2 separate regions of the Mus musculus genome follow, and region 2 is linked to region 1. Evidence: chromatin contacts called from public HiChIP or PLAC-seq data. All regions are on one chromosome and are shown on one strand. The core of a region is the stretch at or near the end of the contact, and the rest is flanking DNA. Distances in the headings are between cores, read along the strand shown.

What was found. HiChIP or PLAC-seq counts read pairs in DNA pulled down with a chosen protein or histone mark.
Region 2: a contact with region 1 is called in an H3K27ac HiChIP or PLAC-seq map of microglia, with 4 times the contacts expected there. The contact joins two enhancer-like sites. A contact is called at or near these places in 1 of 15 datasets of contacts at CTCF or cohesin (pro-B cells), 6 of 484 Hi-C or Micro-C datasets (the C10 cell line, the P5424 cell line, Sertoli cells and 2 more), 6 of 115 datasets of contacts at active chromatin or transcription factors (bone marrow-derived macrophages, embryonic stem cells, memory CD8 T cells and 1 more) and 3 of 9 other capture datasets (adipose tissue, liver and pancreatic islet).

What each region holds. Positions count from the first base shown.
Region 1 is chr16:22,042,313-22,047,351 of GRCm38.p6, forward strand. It overlaps Senp2 (SUMO/sentrin specific peptidase 2), which reads left to right. Exons shown (of 17, transcript NM_029457.3): 15 at 658-742; 16 at 1,901-1,996; 17 at 4,321-5,039. The coding sequence ends at 4,383. Among named protein-coding and RNA genes, the nearest start is that of Senp2, 35 kb to the left of the region's middle. Within about 2 kb of position 1,684, at least 11 of the 459 cell types and tissues checked have an H3K27ac peak or open chromatin away from gene starts, as enhancers often do. A contact at or near this core is called in bone marrow-derived macrophages and microglia, where this site is marked.
Region 2 is chr16:22,117,037-22,122,077 of GRCm38.p6, forward strand. The region is part of intron 2 of Igf2bp2 (insulin-like growth factor 2 mRNA binding protein 2); the gene reads right to left. Among named protein-coding and RNA genes, the nearest start is that of Igf2bp2, 44 kb to the right of the region's middle. Within about 2 kb of position 2,670, at least 116 of the 459 cell types and tissues checked have an H3K27ac peak or open chromatin away from gene starts, as enhancers often do. A contact at or near this core is called in bone marrow-derived macrophages and microglia, where this site is marked.

The DNA.
Region 1 (5,039 bases), core at 434-2,933:
GGTTTTTTGTTGTTGTTTTTTTTTAAATATTTTTTTAAATTTACTTATTATTCTACGTAAGTACACCATAGCTGTCTTCGGACGCACCAGAAGAGGGCGTCAGATCTCATTACGGGTGGTTGTGAGCCACCATGTGGTTGCTGGGATTTGAACTCAGGACCTTCGGAAGAGCAGTCAGTGCTCATACCTGCTGAGCCACCTCACCAGCCCTTGACTTCAGTTTGCAAGTATTTTGTCTGTGTTTAAATTTATCAGGGAAGTTAGTTAATCTCCCTCATCCCCACCCCATGTCTTTATCGGCCTTTGACTTGGAAGTGTTTCTTCCTTTTCTTTCTTCTTCTAGAGTAGCTTGAAAAGCCTGGTATTAGTGGTGAACTCTTTAATTGTAGGTATAGAGAACTAGAAACTTCCAGTGTCTGTTGTAAAGGATTCGCTTTTTATTTTCTTTTAAAGTAAGTATGATATCTTTGAACATGTAAATTTTTTACTAGCATGAGAGGGAAACCTAAAAAATAAAAGTTACATTTCTAAAAAAACAAATAGATCCAGATTTGAGAATGACATCCCTGCTAAATATCACAAAGTTCTTTTTAATCACAGTGAGTGTTCTCTTGGGACTTCATTGATACATTCATTCTTTGTTCTTGTTTTCTTTAGTCAGTATTTACAGGATGAAAGCAAGACCAAAAGAAATACAGATCTCAACCTCTTAGAGTGGACCCACTACAGCATGAAGCCACATGTAAGTGAGGCTCAGGCCTGGACACCTTTCTCTTTCTTCCTTCCTTCCTTTCCTAAAGTGTGCTGTGTGGTGTGTGAGACCCCAGTGTATACATGTGTGTGGTGGGCATGCTACCTATCCTTCCCCAGTTGTAACTGCATTTGGGAATCGAAGGGACTCTGTTGCCATCCAGTGTGAGATTCAGCAGTGGAGTAAGCCTTCCGCTATTCTCCTTCTCATGTATCCCTTATGTCTGCCTGGGGCGATGCAGGCTGGGCACACAGCTTAGTCCATACAGGTTTATTTTCTAATGTTCCCAGCTGTGGTTCTGCCTCAGACAGGACTAACCCTCATGGCACGGTCTTAGTTGATTACAACCTCTGAGATGGTTTTCTCTTCTCACTTGAAACCGTAGGGACCCTCAGCAGCGGGCACTTGTCCTGGTTGTTAAGAGTATGTGAGCTCTGCAGGATTGAAGTAGATTCCTGTGTTCCACATTGATCTGATTGACCCTCTCTTCATCCCCTTTGAAAGTCGATAGTACTTTTGAAATGTCAACAGTATTTTTTTTTAATTAGTTTATTTTACATCCAAACTTCAGTTTCCCCTCCCTTCTCTCCTCCAGTCCTTCCTTCCAACCTTCCCTTCCCCTGACCCACTCTACCCACCTGTCCTCCCTTTCTCTTTAGAACGGGGCTCCGCCCCTGGGTATCAGCCAGCCTTGGCACACCAAGTTGCAGTAAGAGCATCTCTTCCTACTGAGGCTAGACAAAATAGCCCAGTAATGGGGAAGGGTCCCAAAAGCTACCAGAGTCAGAGACAGCCCTGCTCCCACTGTAGGAGTCCATCATGAAGAGTCACTAGTGTTCTTGTAATAAACCAAATGTGGGTCCTCTTATCTCAGCTCTCGCCGTGTGTGCTGGGCTTTGTTTTGCCTTTTAGTAGAGTTCTCACTTCTTCTTTCTTCTATGAATGTTTCTGTGGAGTCTCATGCACTGTACCCGTGGTTAGGGTTTTCTACCACAGAGAATAAGAGGGATTGTGCTTGTATGTGTGTCTGTGTTTGTGCAACAGCAGACTTATCGACCTTTATCATGCTGCTTTCACAGTCTGTTTAGAAAGAGATTAATGATGTCTGTGTAATGATATTTTACCTCTTTTCTGTTTGTTTGGTTTTAGGAGATTCCTCAGCAGTTGAATGGGAGTGACTGTGGAATGTTTACTTGTAAATATGCAGATTATATTTCTAGGGACAAACCTATCACATTCACTCAGGTGAGTCCAGGCTGCTGCTTGTGCACTTAGTTGGTACTATGCTTTGGCAGTGCCTGGCACATTTCAGGCTCTTCAAATGAACAGTACTGTTGCTGAGAACCGTGGGTAAGGCCCCCAGTTGTCAGAAGCAGTGTCCTGCGTGCTCTGTTGCAGCGTGTATTCTCAGGACTGCCCTGCTCTTGAAAGACCAGGGGGATAACTTGCTTGTCCTTCAACTTCATTTGTAACTGGTTCCTGTGTGTTACTGTTACTTTTAGCTAGAGAGAGGCGTGTGAGGATAGATGACAGCAGGGGGAAGGAAGCTGGGCCTGTCCTCACAGGACTCACCCGAGTATAAGATGGAAGCGGGAAGGAATGGGCTTTCCTTTCTGCAAGGTGGTGTACTTGAGAGGAGACACAGGCACATCAGAAGAAATGTTTACATTGCTGTTTGATGGTGGGCTCGCTCTTTGTCCAGCCACAGTTGACCCCAATTAAAATTATTCCTCAATCATAGACCTTCATTTGATAGTTCCTGATTGTCAGACAAGCTGCTTGTTGAACAGTAGAACTAAATGCTTTGGAGGAACATGAAGTCAGTTGGACTCCCTGCCGAGTTCATATCTTCCCAGTCTCAAAGAACTCACTACTGAGGAGTCTCCGCTCTTTCACTAGGAATAAATGTTGTGTTTTACTGGGCATGGTGGTGCATATCTCTAATCCCAACACTAGAGAGGCAGAGACTGGAGGAGGGTCTGTGAGCTTCAGGCCAGCCTGGTTTGCGTAGTGAGTGCCGGGCCAACTAGTACTACATAGTGAGACTGTCTCAAAAAAAAAAAATTAATGTGTTTTTTTTTAAAGATTTTTGCCATATATATCCTCCAAAAACTCAGTAATTTATTATATAGAGCCACTTATTTATAGCAATGTACCATGAATAGGGCAAATATGCGAACCTCAATTTTGAATTTTTTTGTGTGTGTGAGACAAGATTTCTCTGGGTAGCCAAGGCTGTCCTCATACTCAGAGATCTGCCTGCCTCTGCCTTCCCAGTACTGGAATTAAAGGTGCAGACCCCCACCTCCCAGCTGGAACTTCAATTTTATCAAACGTGGGGATGGGTGTCTGAGTTACAAATACTTTTGGGTGCTTTGCGTTTTGTTGCTCTGAAAACATGCCAGTGATTCTCCGTGAAAGCACTGAGTCTCTCTCGCTTTCCTACCCTAGACTCTGGTTTTATTTTGTTTCTGTTCTATTTTTTCTGATGCGGGGATACTGTGGAGCCAGACTAGCCTCAGACTCACGATCTTCATATCTTAGCTGCTTTCTAAAGTGTTGGGATTATAGGTGTATACCGCCATGGCCAGCTAATATAAATAGCAAGGAATTGATGAGATTTCATGGGAATAAGCAGCTTTTGGAACAAAATAGTGGTAGAACGGAAATAAGATTGTAGATTTGTTTGGTTTTCACCTTTAAAAGTCACTTAAATTGAAAACAGGGCCTCATAAATACTAGGCAAGAAAGACCTCTACTACTGAGCCATAGTTTCCTGCTTTAAGGTCACTTTTTAATATAAAAACAAATTGTTTTTTAAATGATGTTAATTTAGAATTTAGAGAAGTTTCCTGTTGTGCCACTGTGTGGACATTTCTGTTTTGGTGCATGTTGTATGCTCTTGTTCTATAGTATGTGACTCTGTCTCCAGCTTTGGTTTTCCTTAGCATGTAAGGGCATATGCACCTGTAGAGTAATTAATGTCCTTATATACGCATATAGACTAGGTGTGTGACACTTGTCATCCCAGAACTGCGGAGGATGGGGAACTAGAAGCTTGTGGCCACAGTCAGCTTAAGCTGTTTTGCAATATCCTTCCTTCTCAAACAAACAAAATATACAAAAAACCTTTGTCAAACACAGAGACACATGCCTTTAATCCCAGCCCCAGAGATGTATGTAGTCAAGAAGATAGGAATTCAAGAAGGCCGCCTTGACTAGAAATAAATCCCACTGTGCTTTAGAATCATGTGCATGGGGGCTGGAGAGATGGCTCAGTGGTTAAGAGCACTGACTGCTCTTCCAAAGGTCCTGAATTCAAATCCCAGCAACTACATGGTGGCTCACAACCATCTGTAATGAGATCTGATGCCCTCTTCTGGTGCATCTGAAGACAGCTACAGTGTACTTAGATATAATAATAAATCTTAAAAAAAAAAAAAAAAAGAATCATGTGCATGATGTAAAACGGTGAAGCTTATGTAGAGGACATGTGCATTGTTGTATTTATGACACCTAAAGGCTGTCGTGCTGCACACAAGAGTGTATAACACTGTCGTTCCTTTCAGCACCAGATGCCTCTCTTCCGGAAGAAGATGGTGTGGGAGATCCTTCACCAGCAGTTGCTGTGACAATGCCCCGCCTGGTCTTCTAGCTGCTGGTGGTTCTTTGATGGATGTTTCCATATACCTCATGCATTGTGGGTTAAAAAGTCCCCGATCATTTCTCTTCTCTCACAGGTACTGAGCTCTCAAGAGTGCATGAAGGCCTCTCCACAATGGCCCTGACTAGAGGTGTGGAGGGGCTGCTTGAAACCCTGTTTCTAAGGCTGTGCCTGCTCAGAGCCCTGGACTATTCACCCCATACAAGAACAAATGCTAATTAATGTGTTTTGTTTTAAAGCGTTATTTCCATATGAATGTGGGAAATGCAGGATCTGTTATATGAATTGTTCTGTGTGTTCACACGAATTCACTCTCTCATTGGGCAGTGCCCTTTTCCCACTGCTCTTTTATAATTAGCTATAAATAATTTGGACTATTTATTTCTGAAAAGAATGTTAATCAAACTGCCACTTCCTGCTGCAGAGAGATATCAGCAGGGGGAGGAAGGAGGTGTTCGCTAGCTTCTCTAATGCTGGAGTGCGAACTGCCGACATACAGTTAAGGTTCTCTCTTTTAAGGCTTGAAAATGCCAGAAGAAATGACGATGCTCTGTTGTAGGATCTGGCTGCCTTTTAGAGAGTCTGATGCTATGACACGGGCACAGTTCGTGGAAATGTGGCCAA
Region 2 (5,041 bases), core at 1,420-3,919, 76 kb after region 1:
TAACATAATCATAAATCGGACTAAACACTTTCTGTATATTTTCTAACTTACATAAAATGGAGAAATTGTATAATGACCTCAGCTTTAACAATGAATCACCCTATGGCAATCTCACATCATATGTCTCCTAACTCACACAGGCCACTTGACTGAATGGTTCTCACGTGTGAACTCTGCAGATGGCAATGTCAAAAAGTAGAACATTCCCATGGGTAAACCAGATTTTCTATATATTTTACTTAGACATATGTCAGTCTTATTAAAGATATTACTATGTCTTATTAAAAGATAATTTTTTAAAGATTTATTTATTATTCTGAACCAAAATAACCCGCTCCTCCCTTAGGCTGCCTCTGCCTAATACTCTGTCACAATGACAAGTCACTACCACAGGGAGATTAGAGGGATCTCAGAAACAGCAAGGCCAGGCCTATCTCAGCCACATGAGAGAGGCTGAGGTAGAAGGATCCTTCAGGCTTAGACGTTCACGCACAGCCAGGATGGCACTGAAGCGACTTAACCCTAAGAAACAAAAACAGCAAAAACCTACAGAAACAGCAGCGAATTTATAATCAACAGTTGACAGTAACTGAAGGTCTTTAAATGGTACTTTTTATTATTATAAAAATAGTATCGCCGGGCGTGGTGGCGCACGCCTTTAGTTCTAGCACTCAGGAGGCAGAGGCAGGCGGATTTCTGAGTTCAAGGCCAGCCTGGTCTACAAAGTGAGTTCCAGGACAGCAGGGCTACACAGAGAAACCCTGTCTCGAAAAAAATAGTATCTTTCTGGGGCTAGGAATGGAGTGAATCAGAAGAACACCTGTCTACCATACACCGAAGCCCTTGGTGTGGTCCCAGCACCATATAAACAGCGGATGCTGATCATCTCAGCTCTCAGGAGGTACAGGCAAGGAAGACTGAAATACAAGGGCATCAATGCATGGTTTTGAGGTCAAATCTGAGCTTCTTGAGGCTCTGTCTCAAACAAACAAACAAACAAACAAACAAACAAAACCCCCCACAAACACCTTTTGGGAGGATGCATTAGACCCGCCCACCTTACAGAGAGTAAGTAGCAGGGTTTACTTAAAGCCTAACAATTAAAATACAGATCATAAGCAAGACAGGCTTTGCCAGACAACACAACTGTGTCACACCAAACATCCATGCATCTTCGCCTTTCCAGAAGGGTCACATGAAATTATCTAGTGAAACAAGTAATTGCCTAAGTTCTTCCCACCATGCACTCCGCTCCTAAATAAGACTACAGAGTAAGCAATCAGGAGGGGGTGGGTCTGGAGTTATCCCAAAGGAGGCGGCGCTCAAGCAGTAACAAGGGCCAGAGGCTAAGCTGTATTCACTGAGCAGCTCTGAGTGGCTTGTGGACACCCTGCTTGCTTCCCTTGAGACCTGCCCACTACATGAACCTAGGCTATCAGTCTTAAAGAAAAAAAAAAAAAAAATCCTATTGATCAAGCAATTGAAACAGACTGAAAAATGTAACATAGACAAGTTATTAGCAGGAAAAGCCTCAATCATTTAAATATCATCCTTGGTGTTTTGGCAGGCTTCTGTCTTCTCTCAATGTAGGGAGCTAAGAGAGGCCTCTAAGCGGTAAGGACTCTAAGCAGGGCCTCAGCTCCAGTGCCTGACTTACTGCACACCCCAGGGACAAAGTAGACTTTCAGAAAATGGAACAACCATGTGAGGTCTCCATTCACATCTGTAGCAACTTCTGCTGCTGGGTTCATAGCTAGGACCTGGTTATTTCATTCAGGTATATAAATACCTGTAACTCTTGAACAATTCAGATCTCAAGTATGTGGAGGGTGTGATCTCGGAGCACCCATAGTTCGCCAGGAGGTGGCTCTGTCTTGGGAGGTCTACAACACAGGCCCGGAAGTGGTTTTCTGCAGACCACGTTCACCATGATTCCCAGAAGGAAGATCCCTAAAAATAGGTAGTGACCGCCTCTCCTGTGTGTCATTATGTTACGATAAAGCAGCTGACATGACAAGCCATTAGTCACAAGCCTTACTGACTCAGGTTCCAGCCTACACGAGGGGTGACCTGGGTTACAACTCACTGAGGGTTCTACTTGACAGGTCTCACAGTGCTACCCGGAGACGGTGTGGCTGTACTGGCAGGAACTATCTATGTATGTCTCCCCTCCCACCATGAGGTGTCTACTCTTTGGCTTCCGGATCACTTGAGTCCAATGATTTATTTCTTCCCCCTCCTTCCCCTTGCTAATTTTAAACTCAAGTCCAAATTAATATTTTTTTGAGAGATAGCGTCATGCTGAGCCCCTCCTACGACTTCTCATGACCGAGGAATCAACTGCAGCACAAAACATCTTGTGGCGGCCTCAGAATAGAAAGCACACTTAGAGAGTTTTAGTTTCTTTTTTTGGCCCAAAGCTGCCAAAGCAGTGATTTGCTCTAACTTCTGCTCTAAACACACACGCTTCCCCCATTTAGCTATCTATTTAGTGATACAAGGGATACACACAAAATAAAATTGAGACACATATTCTTTGGACCGGTAAGCTCAAGTTTACGTGGCAGCAGTGGGAGAGGGGCTTGCTGTGGACACCAGTGAGAAGCAGCGAGCGCAGGTCAGCAGAGGAGCAGGCGAGGCATGGTGAGGCGAGGCGCGGCGAGGCGTGAGCACGTGAGCATGGCGAGGCGCACAGGCCCCCTCCCTGCTCGGGCTCTGACCACTCGCTTCCTTCCTGTTCTCTCTGCCCTCTTGTCAGTGTCCTAGATGCTGATGTATGATATGATGCACCATGCCCTCCTCACTGTGGGTGCCTGAAGGATAGGGACCCATGGAGAAGATGCTTCCAAAAGCAAGGAAGCATGGAGCAGGGCTGGGAGACTGGGGAAGCTGAGCCACGCTTCCCACAGTCGGGGCTTCAACAACAAGTTCACGGCCAGATCCTGATTTCACCCTTAACTTAAACTTGTTGACTATAGAAGTCCTGTGGAACCCGAGAACAGAAAACATGCTGGTTCTAGATTTCTAGACAGATGAGACTACAATGGTAACAGATCTCTTGGGTGAAATTCCTGTCCATCAGGAAGTGACGCTGTGAGCCTAAATGCAGACTATTCCTAAAGGCAGGCTCTTTGTAAGGAGCAACCGTAATGGGTACAGATACATGAGCTTCAGTTCTGTAAAAACATCACCTGCTTGCTCCACTTCTTCCCCCAAACCAAAGGCAGAGACACATGGAGAAAATGTGCATTTTGGGGGCTGGAGAGATGACTCAGCGGTTAAGAGCACCAACTTCTCTTCCAGAAGTCCTGAGTTCAATTCCCAGCAATCACATGGTGGCTCACAGCCATCTGTAATGGGATCTGATGCCTTCTTCTGGTGTGTCTGAAAAGAGTAAGAGTGTACTCATTTACATAAAATAAATAAATCTTAAAAGGAAGGAAGGAAGGAAGGAAGGAAGGAAGGAAGGAAGGAAGGAAGAAAGATGCAGGAAGGAAGGAAGAAAGATGCAGGCAAGGAAAGGAAAGGAAAGGAAAGGAAAGGAAAGGAAAGGAAAGGAAAGGAAAGGAAAGGAAAGGAAAGGAAAGGAAGATGCAGTTTCTTATAGTTGGGTAACGAACTTACTGTCCACAGCTGTTGACCACTGCAATGGGGCCCACATTTTCAGCTACTATCAAATAGGAGCTCTTATCAAGTGCAATTTAAATAGCAATAAACATCAAAATAATTCGTCTGTGTGGCTAATCAGATCTGCTCTGCCACTGTTCTCCTTTTATCTACTGATGGCTCCTCTTCTCCCATCAGACAGTCCTCTCTTTCACACTCTCTCTCTCTCTCTCTCTCTCTCTCACACACACACACACACTCTTATTCCTCTCCCCTTTCTTGTCCCTGGCTCTCCCCTCCAGTTAGACCCTTCTCTCTCCTTACACAGTCCCCCTTCCATGACCTTCCTATATTTTAGAGTCTAGCGTAGACATAGGAGAGAAAACCCCTGGTCTTTGTCTTTCTGAGCCCAGCTTGTCTCACTTGACATGATCTCCTGCTCCTTCATTCCCCTGGTATGGCATTTCACTCCTCTTTACGGCTGAGGAGTATTTTGTGCATATGTGCTATGTGTATCCACTGAGCATATTTGCCAAAGCTTTTAATCCACTCACCTGCTGAAGGGCTTCCCTGCGGCCCCATACCTTGGCCACTGTGAAGGATGCATGCGCTGCGCTGCTATCTTGGCCACTGTGAAGGACGCATGCGCTGCGCTGCTATCTCTTTGGCACACTGACTTAGATTCACCCCAGCCTAAGTGGTTCGCTGAGTCATTCCATTCTATTTTCAGCATTTCTTGAGGAACCTCCACACTGATTTCCATGGTGGCTACACTCAGTTCCAAACAGCAGTGTCTTGAGAGGCCTCCCTTCCCCACAGGTAGTATAATAACATCCTAAATTATTTACTACTAAATTAAAATCAAATCAAACAACTGCACATTTCTCCCACTGGCATTTCTTATGTTTTGAGTTTATGTTTTAGAGAAGAGAATCTTACTATATAACACCACAGCCTGAAATTCGGAGATCACAGGCATATGCTACTATGGTCAGTCCTTGCAATAAAAGTACTTTAAGTATACCAGTGCAGAAAATGTGTCAGCAAACAGGGCTGGGAGGCCAAACTCAACCAGCCAGCCACCTGTCTTTGTCTTAGGGTTTTGTTTTAATATTAAACAAACTAAGAATACCTTTTGGTTTTTTTTAAATTACATTGGTTGATGCATTTATTGGTTGTATATAAATGTATGGAAGTCAGGCAGCAAACCCCAAGAATGATTTTAACTTTTTTTTTAAAAAAAGTTTGAAAGAGCTGGCATCATCAGGGCTACTTCAGTAAAGGCACTGCCACCAAGTCTTATGACCAGAGCCCAATTCCCAGGATCCACGTGGTGGAAGGAGAAGCAACTTTGACAACCTGTCCTCAGCCCTCCACTTGTATACACCCCACACACAGACCACACACACCAAATAAATGAATGTAATATAAACAT